Regions from separate parts of the Mus musculus genome. Here regions 2, 3, 4, 5 and 6 are each linked to region 1. Evidence: chromatin contacts called from public ChIA-PET, HiChIP or PLAC-seq, Micro-C and promoter capture Hi-C data. All regions are on one chromosome and are shown on one strand. Each heading gives the region's core, a stretch centred on a gene start, on an enhancer-like site or on the middle of the called end of the contact. The rest is flanking DNA. Distances are from core to core; before and after follow the strand shown.

Evidence for each region. Promoter capture Hi-C pulls out the DNA fragments that hold promoters and counts their contacts. Hi-C and Micro-C count contacts between places; a contact is called where the count stands out from the background. ChIA-PET counts read pairs in DNA pulled down with a chosen protein or histone mark. HiChIP or PLAC-seq counts read pairs in DNA pulled down with a chosen protein or histone mark.
Region 2: an RNA polymerase II ChIA-PET map of memory CD8 T cells shows a contact between it and region 1, with 19 read pairs. The contact joins the promoter of Pnpo here to the promoter of Skap1 in region 1.
Region 3: a contact with region 1 is called in an H3K27ac HiChIP or PLAC-seq map of double positive thymocytes, with 3 times the contacts expected there. The contact joins the promoter of Copz2 here to the promoter of Skap1 in region 1. A contact is called at or near these places in 4 of 39 promoter capture datasets (cranial neural crest, embryonic stem cells, hippocampal neurons and 1 more), 1 of 484 Hi-C or Micro-C datasets (Th1 cells) and 1 of 115 datasets of contacts at active chromatin or transcription factors (double positive thymocytes).
Region 4: a contact with region 1 is called in a promoter capture Hi-C map of the HPC-7 cell line. The contact joins the promoter of Cbx1 here to the promoter of Skap1 in region 1. A contact is called at or near these places in 5 of 39 promoter capture datasets (the 3T3-L1 cell line, the HPC-7 cell line, cranial neural crest and 2 more) and 1 of 115 datasets of contacts at active chromatin or transcription factors (embryonic stem cells).
Region 5: a contact with region 1 is called in a promoter capture Hi-C map of hippocampal neurons, with 2.0 times the contacts expected there. The contact joins the enhancer-like site here to the promoter of Skap1 in region 1. A contact is called at or near these places in 6 of 39 promoter capture datasets (the C10 cell line, embryonic stem cells, hippocampal neurons and 3 more) and 1 of 115 datasets of contacts at active chromatin or transcription factors (embryonic stem cells).
Region 6: a contact with region 1 is called in a Micro-C map of the G1E-ER4 cell line. The contact joins the promoter of Hoxb13 here to the promoter of Skap1 in region 1. A contact is called at or near these places in 3 of 39 promoter capture datasets (the 3T3-L1 cell line, stem cell-derived epiblast-like cells and trophoblast stem cells) and 1 of 484 Hi-C or Micro-C datasets (the G1E-ER4 cell line).

The regions. Positions count from the first base shown.
Region 1 is chr11:96,463,082-96,466,128 of GRCm38.p6, forward strand. It overlaps Skap1 (src family associated phosphoprotein 1), which reads left to right and starts at 1,510. Exons shown (of 12, transcript NM_001177899.1): 1 at 1,510-1,669. The coding sequence starts at 1,624. Gm11529 (predicted gene 11529) reads right to left here and starts at 1,466. Exons shown (of 3, transcript NR_033524.1): 1 at 1,008-1,466; 2 at 490-534.
Region 2 is chr11:96,942,529-96,945,575 of GRCm38.p6, forward strand. Pnpo (pyridoxine 5'-phosphate oxidase) reads right to left here and starts at 1,491. Exons shown (of 7, transcript NM_134021.2): 1 at 1,203-1,491; 2 at 1-6. The coding sequence starts at 1,340. It overlaps D030028A08Rik (RIKEN cDNA D030028A08 gene), which reads left to right and starts at 1,618. Exons shown (of 6, transcript NR_003293.3): 1 at 1,618-1,686; 2 at 2,317-2,565.
Region 3 is chr11:96,848,416-96,851,462 of GRCm38.p6, forward strand. Copz2 (coatomer protein complex, subunit zeta 2) reads left to right here and starts at 1,461. Exons shown (of 9, transcript NM_019877.2): 1 at 1,461-1,581; 2 at 2,258-2,326. The coding sequence starts at 1,480. Mir152 (microRNA 152) reads left to right here and starts at 1,978; the gene lies at 1,978-2,050.
Region 4 is chr11:96,787,515-96,790,561 of GRCm38.p6, forward strand. It overlaps Cbx1 (chromobox 1), which reads left to right and starts at 1,621. Exons shown (of 5, transcript NM_001362560.1): 1 at 1,621-1,839.
Region 5 is chr11:96,734,626-96,737,672 of GRCm38.p6, forward strand. The region is part of intron 10 of Skap1 (src family associated phosphoprotein 1); the gene reads left to right. Among named protein-coding and RNA genes, the nearest start is that of Snx11, 41 kb to the right of the region's middle. Within about 2 kb of position 1,491, at least 24 of the 459 cell types and tissues checked have an H3K27ac peak or open chromatin away from gene starts, as enhancers often do. A contact at or near this core is called in hippocampal neurons, where this site is marked.
Region 6 is chr11:96,192,727-96,195,773 of GRCm38.p6, forward strand. Hoxb13 (homeobox B13) reads left to right here and starts at 1,590. Exons shown (of 2, transcript NM_008267.4): 1 at 1,590-2,320. The coding sequence starts at 1,717.

The DNA of each region.
Region 1 (3,047 bases), core at 260-2,759:
GAGCCACATAGCCTCCATGTTTAAACATGCACGCACCCCAAGTGATTTTAGAGCAACTTCAGTTTTATCTGGGAGACAGCAAGGTAGGAGGCAGCCTACACCCCCTCTGGAGCCTGGAAGAGGCAGCCCAAGCCTGTCACTATAGCTTCACCCAGTAAGAAGCAACACCATGGATTTGGGTTCTCTGGTGACCCCGACCGGGTTCTATCCCTTCAGTTCAATTTATTGCAACTTATAGGTGGGTTGTGAGGCCCTGAAACCAAGACCACTCCTTCTCAGGCGTCAGGACATGCTAAAGGCCACCAAAGTCCTTAAAAGTGAGGGTTCCTAAACTTGAGACTGCATCTTCCTGGGGTGTGTGCACACACTTATTCCAGGAGACATATACACCTGCCCTGTGCCCTTCTGAACGGTTTCTTGTCTTTGCTCTGCCTTCTACATTGAGATCAATATTATCTCCACCCCCAGGCAGATTAACAAATCGCTTACCTTCCTCCCTTCATGTGTTCCAGGACCACTCCCAATCCTTCTTACCTATTATGGGGATAGAATAGAATGAGAGAGGGAGAGAGGGAGAGAGGGAGAGAGAGAGAGAGAGAGATATGCAGGGGTCACATAATTACAGATAATTTTCTACCTGCAAAGTCTCCCCACCCTTGTAAAACCCCGGAGTCTGGTATTTAATACCAACAGGCATGCGCCAGTCCTCCTCTTGCTCTTTCGTATACCGTCCATGCTGCTCTACTTTCTTCAAGGCCTGTTGTACTATAAAATACCAATCAAATAAACAACCTTTGAGTACTTGTTCACTCACAAGCGGTCCACAAAAATAACAAAGGGTTCCACGTACCACTGCCCAAGTTCGTGCTGTAGCAACATCTTTGGTACCTACTACCACCCAAACTTGATCACTGACTGGCTGTACTTTGAGCGGGGAAGGGCACAGCCCTGTGATCTCGTTGATCACTTTCTTCCTTCCTCTGTTCCGAGAAAGAGCTGTTTCCCACCTTCTCTCAGCCTTTCACCTCCAGAGGGAAGGACATTCCCTCCGTGTCTCTCCATGGGTATTGCCTCTGATGCTGAGTCTTTCAAATGTTGGCGATCGGCATTGTCGCTGGGACTCCAGATTTTAATTTCTAACCAGCAGGGCTTTCCCCGACAGTGCGCTGGATCAGAACTGAGGCACTATATCTTTGGCAAGGACCAAGCTCTTTCTTGGATTCTGCCTCTGCACCCCAGTCCAGGAACAGCCATGGCCTTTTAAACCTACAGCCCCAAGGTCAAACTGCTCAGTGTTTAGATGTTTCCGCCAAAACCTAGCCTCCAAGGCTCTTGGGAATCTAGGCAATTTTTTGGTGAGGGGCTCAAAGGGCCACGCCATTGACTTTGCGTGCCACCTCAGTGGCACCAGTGCACCTGCGCCCGGGGTCCCGGGCTCCCGCCGCCGGCTGCGCGCGCCGCTTCCTGAGCGCGCGACCGGCGGCCCCGCCCAGCGCCTCCCCCCCCCCCCCAGGCGACAGCCGAGGTACAGGTGCCTGGGGTGCAGCTCGCTGCGCCCGCCGTCCGAGCAGGCACACGTCCCTTATCCCGCCTTCTGCTGCGGCCGCCCACTCGCTTCGCCAAATGCAGGCTGTCGCCCTCCCGGAGGAGATCTGTTGGCTCCTGGAAGGTAACTAACTCCTGGTTCAGTGCCAGACCTCTGTCCTGACCCATCCCGTCCGGGAGGGCCTCTCAGTGCTGGGCTGAAGGCAAGAAAGGAGACACTAGGGTACTAGTTCTTTAGCCTGGTCACTTACCTACTATAAGTTCCAGGCTTCCAGAGTCCTTAATCCCCCAATTGTCCCCAAAGCCCTAGCCTCTCTCTCATCCTCAAGGTCCCCACCTCTCCCTTGAGTTACATATTTTCTGTTCCTTCTAGGCATCTGTATCACTTCCAGATGCATCAACACTTCCAGGTCTCTAAGGTCTTACGGGTCAGTTCATGGCCTCCCTTGACACCTTGCTTGGTCTTGAACCTGTCACCCCGGGAAATCCCTGAGGTGTGCAGTGATTAGGTCTCATCCTTCCCAGTCCTGACTCCTCACCTTGTGGAAGACCCACACCTTTCTGGGTAGACATCTCCTAGGCACACAGTAGGGCTCTGGAGATTTATGGTCTTTGGGCCAAGCCTGGTGGTTAGGGGACGTCTTATAAGTGTGAGAGTCATTTCCTAACCTGAAGACTTCTAGGGGTGTCATAAACCTCAGAGTATGGTGTCCTTCCCTTCCCTAAGTGTCCTGTTGTGATGGTTTCACCTTTAAAACTGTCCTTTACAGTTAAGGTCACACTTTCCGACACTCAACATACACTCCGAAGAGACTTCCCTGATGGACGGTATCTTGTGCTTGGCTCCCATGGTGAAAATCAGTTTTACTCATTTTCCTATGACTGCCCTTCCCTTCCTGGGAGGACAGAAACCTGGAATCTGCAGTTGCATAAGGGTCTCAAGAGGAAACCGCTCAGAATTAAGCCTTTCGGCATCCAGGCGACACATCTGACACATCGTTAACAGATGGCCTGCTTTGGGCAGGTCATGATTTTGGCAAGCTGCATTCTTTCCAGTTTCTCTCAATTTAATTGGTTTTATATCTCCATTACCTTGTTATCTTGGGTATAAATGCCTCCTAATCAAGGATTTGGCCAGTGCTTTTGGATTCTGTCTGTAGCCCTGTTTCTATTCTGGATAGCGTCTCTGTAAGAGTTGGCGGCTATGTGTTTCTTTTGAGGCGATGTTTCAAAAATCTATTTTAGAAAAAGGTTTTTATCTATTTTTGGAGTGTATTGTGTGGGTGTGCATGTGCCACAGCCTGTTTGTGGAGTTCGGGTGGCAACTGTTGGGAGTTGGCATTCATCTTGCATCTTCTGGTGATGGGGATAGAACTCATGTCTTCAGGCTTGGTGGCAAGCACCTTTAGTCACCACCACCCTCTCTTGTACTTAGGGGATTGAATCTAGAACCTTACACAGGGTCATTAGACATTCCACTACTGAGCTATGTTCTCTAAATT
Region 2 (3,047 bases), core at 241-2,740, 480 kb after region 1:
GAATGCCTAGAAAGAGAGGTTGATGTCAGCGAATGAACAATGTTTACTCTGTGCCTGGCAATGGGCTGAGATGTTTTTCAAATGTAAATGCATTTAGCCATCATAATGATGACCATGAGAGAAAGAAAAAAACACCAACCAAACAAAACACTACTCAGGAAGTAGGTTCTATGTCCATTTACAGATGGTGAAACAGGCATAAAACGGCCCAGTAAGTCCCTGAGTCTCCTAAGGAGGAAGGGATGAACCAGGGCTGGAGTGTGCTGAAGTTCCTGTGGGTCACCTCATTCTTTTTCATGAAGTAGTTCTAAGGTTTCACAAGAGCCTACATCTCAGTCAAGCACTCCTGCAGATGTTCACGGATAAGCACACTTGGCCACTGTAGCTCTGGATCCCAATCCCAGAACTGATCTCTTGGTCCCTGACCTGAGTGGGGAGAAGATCATGATGAGGGAGGTTAAAACGAAGAGCTTCCAGGTTAGCCTTGAACTCACTGTGTAGCCGGACCCTGAACTCTGGATCCACTGTGCCTAGTTCATTTGGTGCCAAAGGTGGAACCCAGAACCCTCATACACACCAGGCAAGACTCCACAACACTCAGCTACAAGCCCAGCTTCCGCTCCTTTATAAATTTATATCACGTTTATGACTGTTTTAAGCATTTTACAAATGCCTAAATATAGACTGGTAAAGACATCTACCACGAAACCTGACAACCTGAGTTCATTCCTGGTGACCTACGACATGGTGGGAAAAAAAAAAAAACAAAAACAAAAACCAAAAAACTCCTGAAAGTTGTCGCCTGTCATACATGTATAAACACATGTACACTCTAAATGTATAAAAATGTAAAAAATGAGAAAACCCCCAAACCCACAGCATCCTTGTGAAGTAGGTATCACCACTTTACAGGTGGATAAACTGAGGCCCAAAGAGCATAAATTGTCCACAGCGAGACAGTCAGAAAAGGGCTGGGTTCCAACACAGGTGGGTTCTGATGTCAAGGGGTCTATGAGTACACGTTAATCCACGGTTCCCCTGAGGCCCTCCCCAGTAGCTGTCTCTGAAACCCTCTTCTCCCATCAGGGTGACCCCTAAATCCCGTTGCCTTGTAAGTGGCCCCTGAAAGCACAAGGCGCTCCTCCAACCCTTTGCTAATTTAGGGACACCCCCTTTCCGTGTCCCGGCGGCAGCGGCAGCACCTCTCGATCCCCGCGGTAACTCTTGCGCATTGGTCCCAGGTCCATGACTGCACCCCGACAGCACAGGTGACGGAGGTAGCCCGTCCACTTCGCAGGTCTCCTGAACGTCACAGTGACGCTCAGCAGCCCGCACGTCATGTAAGCAGTCGGCCACGTGACCCAGCGTCGCCTGGCCCTGGGTTCGGAACCAATTGCTCAGCCTGTGTGTCTAGCCTGGGAAGGAAGAATTTACTAGAGCCCCAGACAAGCTAGTAAGTCCTAAGTTCTCGGAACCAAGGTGCCTAGGATCAACCAATAGCTGTCCAGGACCAGAGCAGGGATCCATACCTGGAGAGCTTATTGGTTTGAGTTACCTGGAGCGAGACCAATTAGAGCGGGAATGAAGGAACCCAGCAGCCAATGGGCAGCGCCTCCAGGGGCGGGAGCAGAGAGACAAGGAAATGCTGTCACCGCCGTTTAAGAAGCACGTGGAGGTTTGTTAAAGGTATAGGGACAGCAGCCAAGGCGAGGGCGGGGCGAAGTCTCGGGGCTGGAGAGGAGAGGTCCGCAGTAAGTGGCCGGCCAGTGGCGGGCTACTGAAGAAGAACGTAGGGCAGGGATCCCCTCCTGGCGCAGCGGAGGTTGGAAGACTGGGCAAGAAAACATGGTTTGGGGGCCGGACTCGGAAGCAAAGGTGTTAGGGACACAGGGAGAGACTGAGGGAGAAGATTGTGGCTTGAGAGTAAGGAGAGACTGAAACTGCCTTGTAAACCGCAGGGCAGGTGCTGAGGGTCGTGGTGGTGGGCTGATACTCTGGGGACTGGGGAAGCACTCTGGGGTCAGGAAGGAGACTCTGAGGCGAGAAGGGAGTCAGCTGAATAGAAAGAAGACAGAAATTGGAATCAGGCTACCCCAGAGCAGAATGGTCTTCCCTTCTAACTTGTAACCCTTTCCTAAGGGTTGGGCTGGGCTCAGGGCATCCTATACCCAATGCAGTGGAGTTACTACTAGCCACTGCTCTAACAGATGGAAGGGCTGTCCCTTTCCTAAACCTCTTTCAACTTGGTTATTTCCTCCTTTTCATATTTCTTCTTGTTGTTGTTGCTGTTTTTATTTCTTTGTTGTTCCTTTCTAGGTAGTGGGAGGCATAGTTTTTGGCAATAGCCAGCCAAGGATACAGGGAACAGGTGCGGCGCCTGCACGCTGACTTCACGTGGTGGATGTCTGGCTGAGAGAGAAGTAGGAAATCCTCACAACGCTTCTTCCAGCTTTGATCTGCCTGGGGCAGCCCGTGGTGGAAGATGACTCTGTAGCCCTGGTGTCTACCAGTATCCGGAGTGGGAGCCCCAAGAGCCATGTAGACAGGCACCCAGCACTGTGCCAGGTAAGAGACCTTCTTGGCCTGCCTTGGTGTCTGCAGTGGGAACTCATTATCCTCTGTCTACAGCTTGAGCCAGCGCAATCTGCTGCACAGAAGCAAGAGGAAGGAAGCTTGCTGAGAAAAGTGGTGCATGCCTGCCGGTTGTCTCAGCACTTAGACTAAGGCCAGCCTTGGCTACATAGTAAACGTGAGGCTAGCCTAGAATTTTTGGTGCATTGTCGTTTTCTCCCATGAGCAGGATGGGGAGAGTCGTCTGGCTCTTGCAGTGGACTGTAGTAGTTAGTCATCAGCATCCCTTATAAGGTCCACTCTCTTTTTCTATTCCCGGGGCTGCTCTTTCTTTGGAGCAAGAGCTTCCTAGGTACTGAGACTTCCAAGACAGGATCATGAGCTGGGTGTGGCGCCACACAGCTGGGACTCCAGCCCTTGGGAGGCAGAGGGAAAGGATCATGGGATTAATACCAGCTGCACAGCCTTAAAAAGGA
Region 3 (3,047 bases), core at 211-2,710, 390 kb after region 1:
ACGCACTTGCCATCAAGCCAGACAATGTAAATCCAACTCACAGGACCTAGACGGTAGATGGAGAGAAGTGACTCCTTTAAGCTGTCCTCTGATCGCCACGTGAGCCCTGTGTCACACCCTCCCCTCATCAATAATTACTAAGTAAAATAAAAGCGTAAACAAAAGGATCAGTAAGAGTAATTGTTAAAAAACAAAAAAAGGTGAAAGTTGGAAAGAGAAGTCTTAAGCAGAAGGAAGTCTGGTGTGAGCGACTGTGATGTTCTACACTGAGGCTGTCAAGGGCAGAATGGGAAAACCCGTGGAACCCTCCTACCCAACTAATTAGCCCAACCAGCTTGAAAAGGTCACACGAAGTCTGACTCCTCTCAATGGGTATGTCTGAAAACACCTCCCTAGGCACGGTGACTTCTGACATACAATGAGAGCGCTGGCTCGAGTATAAGACACATCTGTCAGTGTTGTGAATGGCTGGCTGCCCAAGCACCAGTAACTACCTCACTGTATGTGGTCATACTCTGGCCGGGTTAGTCCACAGGCTCAAGCTGGACTTCAGGTGTGTTGTGACCCTACTGGCTTCATCCACCTCTGGGTCTTGAAAAATGTCTGGCGGAGGTGTCCTTCAGCCCATGGTTCTTTTCCCCAGGTACTATGAGGGGAAGCGGGGAACTCTTCCGAGTGGAGAGGTCTCACTGACAGGCTCTGTCTTGAGATCAAAAAGGTGACTTGAGGAGCTGGAGAGATGGCTCAGTGGTTAAGAGCCCTGGCTGCTCTTCCAGAGGTCCTGAATTCTATTCCCAGCAACCACATGGTGGCTCACAACTATCTATAATGGGATCTGATGCCCTCTTCTGGTGTGTCTGAAGACAGCGACAGTGTACTCACATTAAAAAAAAAAAAAAAATCTCAAAAATTAAAAAAAAGAGAGTTCTTCAGCACTCGGGAGGCAGAGGGAGGCGGATTTCTGAGTTCGAGGCCAGCTTGGTCTACAAAGTGAGTTCCAGGACAGCCAGGGCTGTATAGAGAAACCTTGACTCGAAAAACCAAAAAAAAAAAAAAAAGAGAGAGAGAGAGAGAGTTCTTTTTTAAAAAAGTGACTTGAACTATTTGTTCCAATGATACCTACTAGGAGGTCCTGAGGACAAAGTGAACCTAAACTGAAATTTGGGCTGTCCCAGAACAGCCACATGGAGACCTCTGTGCACCAAAGCCACAGGCGCCCTAGGCCAGAAGAGGCAGTAAGTGGGAAGAAAAGAGTAGGCTCTGGTTCACCTGAAAGACTGGGAGGTGCACAGAGGAGCCCAGAGGGAAGAATCCAAGTAGGGAGACGAGGTTCTGCAACGACGTGGGGGTCGGGCAGAAAGCTCGCCCAGAGAGAGAGGACGCACACAGAGGCCAGCCACGCAGGACTGGGCGGAGGGGCGGCGTCGCGGGGGGCGGGCACGGGGCGGGGCGGCGCTGTCAGTGCAGGCAGCGAGCGGAATGCAGCGGCCGGAGGCCTGGCCACGTCCGCACCCGGGGGAGGGGGCCTCAGCCGCCCAAGCCGGGGGCGCAGCGCCGCCCACCCGAGCCACGGAACAGCGGGTAGGGAGCACGGAGTGTGGGGTCCAGGGGCAGCAGGATCGGTGGTCGGGGGCAACTGATTTACCTCGGGCTTCTAAGCTGGGAACTTTGTGCCACCACTGCCCAGCCCCGGAGAGGGAGCCCGGGCCCAGGAAGGGGAGAAAAAGTTTGTCCTGGAGCGCACGGGCGAGGAGGCCTTGCCTGAGTGGAGTGTCGCAGGAGGGGCTGAAGTTCTGGGGAACTCGCCGCAGTTATAACCGACTTGGGTGGCCGGGATGGAAGCGAGATTCTGGCGGGACGAGGGAGGAGTGGGAGTGGCGAGGTGGTCTGGTTGGGTTCCCTTGCTCCAGAATGATGGCCGCGCGCATCTGGAACTGGGGGTCAGCTGGACATAAGGAGGCTCGTCGCCGCTGTTCCCCGGGCCTAGGTTCTGTGATACACTCCGACTCGGGCTCTGGAGCAGTCAGTGCATGACAGAACTTGGGCCCGGTAGGACCTTCTGCACCCAGCGGACTCAGCGCCCACTCCTCGGACCTGCAGTGAAACATCTGTCTGGGAGTGGAGTGGGCACCGGAAATGGTCCATGTGGCACGGGGTTGGGCTGGAACCAGCTATGGGTTGGGGATTAGCTGGCTCCATAGAGCCCTGACTCGGTGTCCACTTTGAGTCAGGGGTTCCTTTCCCTTGTCACTTTCAGGAACCTTCTCTCTACACCATCAAGGCTGTCTTCATCTTAGATAATGACGGGCGAAGGCTGCTGGCCAAGGTAACCCCTCCCCGCTGGAACCTCGAAGACAGTGCCATATGTCCAAGACAAGCGGTCCCCACCCAGCCCTTTTAACTCCACCTATAGGAGAAACTCTGCATTTTGGGTGGCAGAACAGCCCAGCTTAGATTCTCTAGAGGTCACTTTGTCCACACTATGCTTTATCAGTCTAACAGCGAGGGGCTGGGTGCGTGAGTGGGGATCCCTTCGGTTTCTTTCTCATGTTCCCTGGCGAGTCTTCTCCTTGTCCTTGTCCTGGCCAGCTGCATCCTTGGCGTGGGACGCTCCACCAAAGGGATCAGTGGATAGTTGAGCCTGCGTCCTAGGGATCTGAGTTCCTAATCCGAGTAGACAAAGTCGCCTATGTGTATTTCAGCTAGGTAAACACGAAGGACTTAGCATAATAATGTAGTAGAATCAGGTGCGATTGGGGAGACCATCTAGTCTCCCTCTTTCACTTCACAGATGTAGACAATGAAGTCTAGTGACGCTAAGTAAGTTGCCTAAGGTCACAGGGTTAGTCTCACGATTGCCACCAGGACTCAGGATTTAGATGTGAGGCTCAGGTAGTTTTCCTCGAACTCCCATTCAGTTATCCGGTATCCATTCTACATGGCCTGGGTGAGATGAGCTAAAACTACATTTAAAGCTAAGTTTCAGGGTAGATCAGATGGCTCAGTGGGTAAGGCTGCCAAGCAGCCTGACAGCTTGAGTTGGGTCC
Region 4 (3,047 bases), core at 371-2,870, 320 kb after region 1:
ACAGAAAAGTTGTCACTGTTTCGGGGTTTTTTTGATTTTTGGTTTGTTTGTTTGTTTTTTTTTTTAAGACAAGCTCTCACTCTGTAACCTAGGCTACATAGTCTAAACTGCGCTTTTTTTTTTTTTTTTTTTTTTGGGTTTGCTGTTGTGTTTGTTTGTTTGTTTGAGACAGGGTTTCTCTGTGTAGCCCTGGCTCTCCTGGAACTCACTCTGTAGAACAGGCTGGTCTTGAACTCAGAAATTCTCCTGCCTCTGCCTCCTAAGTGCTAAAGTGCTCTTAAACTCCCAGCAATCCTCCTGTCTCAATCCCGGGTACTAGGATTAAGAGGCTTGAATCTGGCCTTGGAAAGTTTGATCAGTTCTATTATCAGTTGGACATCTCAGTTATTCACTTAATCACATATTCAAGGAATTTTTACCAATAAATACTGAGAGTCAAAACGTGACCTTGTGGCCGGGCGTGGTGGCGCACAACTTTAATCCCAGCACTCGAGGCAGAGGCAGGCCGATTTCTGAGTTTGAGGCCAGCCTGGTCTACAAACTGAGTTTTGAGAGAAACCCTGTCTCAAAAAAACAAACAAAAACAAACCAACCAACCAACCAAACAAACAAACAACCAAAATGACCTTGTCCTTGCTAGAAACAAACACCAAGGATCCTGAGTGTCGTGGACACAATGAGTCATATGAAGCGTCTGTCCTTACTGGAGTTCCTAGTTCAACAATTAGCAGCAACCTACCTGAATCAGAGTAGCACCCGTGTTAAAGAATGACAGCCCAGCCGTGGTTTTTGCTTAATTCCGTTTCTTTAGACTAACTTGATAAAGGATGTTCACAGAGATGGAGAAATCCCCATGAAAGTCACCCACCGGCAAGGGCAATAAAGGGAAAACTTTGAATGTGGTGGTCTGTGTTTGTAATACTCGGCATTTGGGAAGTGAAAACAGGTAGATCAGACTTCCTTGAGACCCTGTCCACTCAACAGAACCAACAACCAAAAATAAAACAAGAATAGAGAGGGAAGGAAGGGGAAAGAAAAAAAGCAAATTCAGAAAGTGTCGATGGTGTCTACCTAGACGGTTAATCTACTGCTTTCTGAATGGAGCAGTGATTCAAACTGAGAGGTAGGAACCCCAGTCAGGTGGCAATAATAGGTAAGATTGCTGGACATTATTGAAGGTGATTTGATAAATCTCAGGTGACGAATACAATATTTTTCTTTTAAACGCAAACGGACCAAACATCAACGGGCTAGTTTCCAAACCTGCAGTGTCCTACTTTTGTAGACTGAGTAAGGAATACCAGCACGCGCCTGGAATCCAGCACTTTGACATTTGAAGCAAAAAGAAAGGCCACGAGTTCGAAGCCACCTGGGCTGCGTATCCTGTTATTAAACAAACAAACCCCACCACTACCCATCAATTTCCTAGACTGTAGAGTTATGTTCTAAGTAACAGTCGACTTCGCCTTTCCAGTCAAAAAAGAAAACAAAACTACGAAAACTCCCTACAATCCTTGAAAGTGGAGGTGGGCGGCGCGGGATTCGCGCGGTACTTTGGGATCTGTAGTTTCTGGCCGACTCTTAATCCCAAGGTGCCCTGCGGCGGGTCGTCGCGTCTGCGCAGTGCAGGCGGCGGGCCGCGCAGAGTGAGAGGCTCTTTTGTTCGGCTGAGGGGAGGGCCGTTAGCGGGGCCTGCGGTACGCCGCTTCAGCGGGACGGTCGACTTGTGGCCACACGGCTCTTTGCTCCTCTGGGCGCGCTACTCCCCTCGGACCGCCCGACGCAACGCGCGAGTAGCGCGGCACCGATTCCTCTCGGACTCTCGGGCGCTGCTACGAGGTGAAGAGGCGGGCTGGAGGCGGGGTGTGTGGGGGGAGGGGACGCGGCAACGGCGGGAGGCCGCGGACCAGCGCGGGCCGCTAACGGAAGAGCGGAGACCGAGGAATGGGGGGCGCGCCCCGGCCCAGCGCCCGCCGGGTCCGCTTCCCGCGCAGAGCTCGCGGGTTGCGGGAGTGTGGAGAGGGCGGGGCAGCGAATCCAGAGCCCGGGAGCCGAGTGGTTCGCGATGAGCGGAGCCAGCGGAGGGTTAGCTTTTCAAGAACTGGACCAAGAGCGTTTGACCCGAGTGAGGGACTCTAGAGTTGGGCGGGAGAAAGAAAACTTTGGGACGTCCATAAGGGGGACAGGTGCTTTTGGGTGTGCGTGGCAGGGACCACGACTTCGTACTCTCGAGGTTTAGAAATGTAACCTGAGAAAGCGGACACGGTGGCAATCGCAAGCAACCCCCGTAGCACTTGGAGGAAAGAGAGAAAAAGTAACCTGAGGATATTGGGTCCAGTTGCCACTATCAGAGAAGTTTCTCTTGCCAGAGTTAAGAAGAAGTAACTTCCAATAAACTTGAACAGGAGGATTTGGGCAGCTCACGGTGTGCTAGCGGGGAAGAGATTTGTTGAATCCGTCTAGGGGTGGGGGTGGGGGGTCAGGCATTTTCTTGACCTTGTCTAAAAGTGGAGTTGCTGGGATAGGTAGGGTAGAAGTCTAGAGTGACTGGTCAAATGTGGAAGAAAATAAAGGGTCCCTGGGGATGTAACTTAGTTGGTAGAATGTTTGCCTAGCCCACTGCACAGGCCTGAATTCAATCCTCTGTACCTTATAAATTCGGGCTGGGCTTGATGGCATTCATGTAGCCCTTGGGAGCGGAAACAGGACGATCAGGAGTTTAAAGCCTTGCCTGGCCACCAGGGGAGTCAAGAAAGGGTGAAAAGGCCACTTTGTGCCTTGTAATGGGTCTTCAGTGTGAGTTGGGAGGCTGTGGAAGAACACGTGTAAGGCAAGACTCATCCAATGAAAGAGATCTGTTCTTTGTGCGTAAGCCTGGGGGCCTCAGTTTACCTCTCAGGATCCAGGTAAAGGTGGAAAGAGCGAGCAGACTTCACAGAATTGCCCTCTGAGCTACAAATTAGGGAAATGGCAGGGACCCTCGAAAGCAGGTGCATGCCCACCGGCAGCGAGAATATTTTTATTTAAAAAGCAGTATAGAAATATAG
Region 5 (3,047 bases), core at 241-2,740, 270 kb after region 1:
CCCTCTGAGACTGGAGTTACAGATGGTTAATGGGTCACCATATGGGTGCTGGAAATTGAAACCGGATCCTCTGGAATGGTAGGCAGTGCTCTTAACCATTGACCCAGATCTCCAGCCCTGTAATACACACACACACACACACACACACATACACGATACATTATATATATATATATATATATATATATACATACATACATAAATATAGTACATGATAGATAGATAGATAGATAGATAGATAGATAGATAGATAGATAAAGAAATGTACTTCATAGTTATCCAAACAGCCTACCACTTGTCCTATACTCAGGTAGGTTATTTGTGTAACCTTGAAAAAAAAAAAAAAGCCGGGCATGGTGGCACACACCTTTAATGCCAGCACTTGGGAGGCAGAGGCAGGTGAATTTCTGAGTTCGAGGCCAGCCTGGTCTACAGAGTGAGTTCCAGGACAGCCAGGGCTATACAGAGAAACCCTGTCTCGAAAAAAAAAAAAAACAAAAAAGAAAAAAGTCACTTAAACATTCTAGGCTTTAATGTCCTTATCTGTAAAAAGTAGGATAGTTTCCATTCATAGGGTTGTGGTCAGAGAATGTATGTTAAGGCATATTTACCCCTTAAGTAATGACAACTCCTATATTCTTCCTTCCCATCCACTAACACTACACCAAAAGGACCCTTTGTGTTGGGCATTTCCTTATGATTTCATTAAATCATTGATACAGTAGAGCAAAATGAGGGCCAGCAAGATGGCTCTGTGGTTGAAGATGCCTGCCACCACGCCTGCCCCTTGAGTTCCATCCCTGGGACCCACATGACAGGAAGAAAGAATCAACTCCCAGAAGTTGTCCCCTGAGCGACACATGCTTGCCTGTTGGCACATGCGCATGCACAAGCTGTGGCACTCACACGCACGCACACACATATAAACAAATTTAATTCCTTTTGGATATATATATATATATATATATATATATATATATATATGTAATGAGAAAAATGGTCATACACCAAGAACTTCTCAGAAGCTCCATCGGTTGAGACACAAAATAAAGTTCTCTCACGTAGGTAAGAACACTCACTACCCAGTGAAGAGGCCTATGTGGAAATCCACTGTGTCTTTGTGGTTTAGAAATATCATCACTGACACCAGAAAGTCTCCAAAGCTCTCTTCCAGAAGAGGCCTGAGCCAAGTACCCATCTCAGGAGCAGTAACAAGGACACAGCAGCAGAGAGCCCTCCCGCGGACCGCCCCTCAGCACATCCAAACATTCCGAGGCCCCATGCCGCTTCATGCCCACTTAACTCGCTGACTTCTAATTTGGATCTTAAAATATATTAGAGAAAGATTTTAATAACGAAGCGGATGTGAACATCCAGCGGATGTTCCTGCACTCCTTTTGGGCCCAGAGATTTCTGAGCGGCTTTTGCTGGTAAGAGCCTCTCTTCCTCCCCCTGGAGGAGCCAGGACACAGCGCCAGACACAGCAGGGCGGTTTAGCGCTTTTCAGTGGCTCCAGATTGTGGCGCTGGTGCAGGTCTCCTCATACGTAACGGATCACTCCTGAGAGCCTGCCCCTCGTAAATTACTTCCCACGATGCCGGCGACCACCGCAGAATTCGAGTTTGAACAGAGAAGAGAAAAGGTGTTTGAGAGGCCTGTTCACTCGGCTGCATTTTAATTTCCTTTTCAATCTTGTCCCAATTAATTTCACAGAATTAATCTCACAGAAGCAAACTCGGCGGCACTGAGGCTGTGTGGTTTTAGTGTGGCGGTCGCTCTGCCTGAACATGAAATAGGAGCTAATATAAAAATCCATCTGCTGTGTTTGAAATACACACCGGCTGCCGCTCGGTCCTGTCCGACATTCCAAGCATCAACAGCAGGGGGGAAAGTGATTTGGGGGTTAGTGACCATCAGTACCTGGCAGGGGTTCAACAACAGGTGTACTCCAAAAATCCATTCTGTCTGAGCACCATGCATGACAGGGCAGGTGCTGAATCACTCTCGGGGCGAGGACATGGTGTCCTGGCTTAGCTCCTTGTATGTGAGGGCTGCAAGGGCCCTCTGGAATCCACTCTCCGGCCTCTTAAAGGATAAGTAAGATGCCTCTGTTTGGATTAGAGAAGTCACAAGTTTCCTGTCAGGGAAGTGGCCTGACTTCCAGCCAGCAAGGTTTTCCCTTAGAAAACATTCCTTCTAAATAGCATAGGTGCTTCTGCTGTCTGAGATACCACATCACTGAATGGCCAATGGGAAACAGATCAGTTCTAGAACTGATTTATGGCAGTAACATGAGCGGCCCAGCAAATAAAAAGGAGAAACTTTGTAGGGTGTAGAGGCTCACACCTTTAATCCCTGCAGACTGAGGCAGAAGCAGGTAGATCTCTCTGTTGAGTCCAAAGCAGCCTGGTGTACATAGCAAGTTCTGAGCCGGCCAGGGACATATATTGAGACTGTCTCAAAAACCGAAAGGAAAAACACAGTTAACTGGAAACTAGAAGAGCCACATACCCCTTGCCTCCTGTGGAGGTAAACTGAGCCAGAAGGATGCATCTCTGAAGCTTGGGTTGTGTCCTTCACTGATAAGGCTCTAAGGCCTTATTTCTTTGGGAATCAGCATTGGAGCAACAAGTTGGGCATTCCTTAGGGTTGATACGTGATGGCTTAGCCAGGACAGGAAGGTCTTTTCAGGGCTCTGCAGTGCCCGTCTTTGGGCTGACATCTTAGCTGGTGGAAACAGTGTATCATGAGGCTCTTCATGTGGGTAGATGGACTTTCTATGAACTAGGATAGATTCTGTTACCTGGGATGGAACAGCTGTCTCTGGCTCCCGCTGCCTAAATGTAGCAGGCCTGGCCGGGCATACCTGGGCTGTGTTAACATAATGCCTGTTGTAAGGGGACTTAAAAAACCCAGGGGTTTCTTCCCCCTTACCTCCTTAAAGGACTACTTAAGAATATAGACCGTTCTCTTCCCTTGGGCTGTTCCTTCCTTCCTTTCTTTAAAAAAAAAAAAATCTGTATATTATTTGAGAGAGAAAGAGAACG
Region 6 (3,047 bases), core at 340-2,839, 270 kb before region 1:
CCTCCATTCTGGCTTTCATAGGCCCTTTCCCACAAAGTGACTCAAGTTCAAGTTTAGGCTTTGGCTGAGCCGGACTCAGCTCAAGGGGTTCGATTCTTTATTACAAACAAACTCTTGATGTAGAATAGAAAAGTTCAAATTTTCTGCCGGGGTGAGGGGAAACCTGAGAGAAAACTAGAAGACACAAAGGGATTTCATGTGAAAGTGATACAGGAAAGAAACAAAAAACAAAAAACAAACCAACTTTAAGGGCAGATTTGTGAAACAAGCCATTTGAATCTACAGCACAATAGGCCCCAACAGAGGGCCTCGGACAATTCTAGCAGTTGGGGTAGTTCACTCTCTCTCTCCTCCTCTTTAACTTCCAAGGAAATTTAAAGAGGCAGCTAGGGGGTCCTGAGCTTTCTAGTCCCTCAGTCCTGTGGAAGTGTGCTGGGGCCAGGGTTCGGTTCCTGGACTTTCCGGCCTAGAGAGCGGCACCAAAGAGCAGAAAGGCCCCCACACAGACCAAGCTCCTGCAATCTTGGGACCCAGGATCCCCACAGGTGGGGATGGCCACGAAACCAGCCTTGGCTCCCCCAGACTGCAGATTCCAGAAAAAGGGATACAATCTTGACCCCCCCTTCCCATTTGTGATGTTTCAACCTCTCCCTCTCTCCCTCTCCCTTTTTTCCTCTCTTCCTTTCTCCTCCCTCTCTGCCTACCCCCCCCCCCCCCGCCAGCCTTCCTTTTCCACACCGAGTCTATTCCTTCAAGTAAAGCCCCTGTACGCCTGTGTCTCTTGGTCTCTTTCTCCACCCTTAAACGGAAATCCAGACCCCCTTCCCAGACATTGGCTCTATTTCCCCTTCAGATCCGGACACTGCGTTCCCTGAGCCAAGCACTGCACGTTTTCAACGTTCCTTCGTGTCCCCCGCCCCTTGGCTCCGCCTCATCCCCATTGGGGCCTCCGGGCTTTCAGTGTTGTGACTAGGCAGGGTCCTTGGGGGACAGACCTGGAAGGCACTTGCCTGGGCGCAGTGTATTAGGGACAGAAAGGATATCTACAATGAGCTACGGTGGCTAGTACCCAGCCTCCAAGCACAGAGCTCCCTGACGCCTACAGTTCTCATTCCCATCTCAGAAGCATTCCCGGGTTCTCCTTTGAGGCAGCCCGAAGTGGCCTCCCAGCCCTTCCCCCGACTCCCCTCATCCCCAGGAGATGGACACTTTATTGGGAGAGCTTTTTATTCTCTCGTTAAACCTGCCAAAGCGCAGAAGACTGGGAGCCAGGAAGAGAGAGAGAGAGAGAGAGAGAGAGAGAGAGCGCAGGCAGAGACCCGAGACAGCAGGCAGAAGCAGAGACACATATAGAGACAGAGACACAGAACACATACAGATAAAGACAGAGACACACATACAAAAAGAAAAAGAGACAGGCGGAGAGGAAGAGAAGGGAAGAGAGGAGGCGGAGCCGGGCTCCCCGTCCCTTCTCCCCCTGCAATTTCTGCGGGAGGATTTTATGAGCCTCTCTCCCCCAGGCCACAGCCAATCAGCGCTCATGCCCGGGCTCTTGCGTCTCTTGCGTCAAGACGGCCCAGCCAGGCGAATGCAGGCGCCGTTCGAGCTGGGAGCGATTTAAAACGCTTAGGATTCCCTGGGCCTGGGTGGGGAGAGACAGCTTGCTGCCCCCTAGAACCCTCACCCTCGGCTCCCCATGAGCCGATCATTGGCTCCATGGAGCCCGGCAATTATGCCACCTTGGACGGGGCCAAGGATATCGAAGGCTTGCTGGGAGCTGGAGGGGGTCGGAATCTAGTCTCCCACTCCTCCCCACTGGCTAGCCATCCCGCGGCTCCAACGCTGATGCCAACTGTCAACTATGCCCCCCTGGATCTGCCAGGCTCTGCAGAGCCACCAAAGCAGTGCCACCCTTGTCCTGGGGTGCCTCAGGGGGCATCTCCAGCTCCTGTGCCTTATGGCTACTTTGGAGGCGGGTACTACTCTTGCCGAGTATCCAGGAGCTCCCTGAAACCCTGTGCCCAGACGGCCGCCCTGGCTACCTACCCTTCGGAAACTCCTGCACCTGGGGAGGAGTATCCCAGCCGTCCCACCGAGTTTGCCTTCTATCCGGGCTACCCGGGACCATACCAGCCTATGGCCAGTTACCTGGATGTGTCTGTGGTGCAGACCCTGGGAGCCCCCGGAGAGCCTCGCCACGATTCTCTGCTTCCCGTGGACAGTTACCAGCCCTGGGCCCTGGCCGGTGGCTGGAACAGCCAGATGTGTTGCCAAGGTGAACAGAACCCACCAGGTCCATTCTGGAAAGCAGCGTTTGCAGGTAAGTTCTACTCTGGCTCCCCTTGGCTCAGCATGGGCTACGCTGGCACTTGCTGGGAAGGAGGAAGAGGAGAGGAAGGGAAACTTCGGGCTGATGAGGAGGGGCCTAGGGTTCCTGGGTTATTTACTAGGACTGTGAGGGAGGGTCCAGGCAACAAGAGGGCCTCAGAGGGTCAGAATAAGGGGCCTCAGCAGGGTGCTAGCCTTCCTGACTTCTCCAGGAGGCTCTAGGACCAGTCTTTGAATATGTCGGGAGAACCTTGGATCTCTGCTGTTGATTGGGGGCAAAGAGTCCCTACCCAGCACAATCCCAGACTAATTCTGCCCAAAGGCCAAATGACATAATCCAGTGGTCTCGAGAGTGGCATTGAGAGGTGGGATCGGAGATATTGGGTGTTTCCTCGAGAATATAACCCTTTCCTTTTTTTAGGTCAATTTCGAAAGGAAAATTTAGGTTTTCTTTGACTGAGGGTGTATTGAAGGGTGTGTTCGTGAGTGTGCGTGTAAGTGTGTGTGCATGGTGTTTGTGTGTGTATGTGTGTGTTGGGTAGGGAACAGAACCCTGTTTTCTCATGTACATAATTTGCCAGTTTGGAGGAGTGGCTGAATCCGAACACGCATGTGAAAGTGGATTGTGTGATTGTGGACAAAAACCTGACAGGGTGGGTGTGTTTGCAGACTCCTGGTGTGAGGTCAGTGATGGTGGGGGTGGCCAGTAGGAGCAGAGG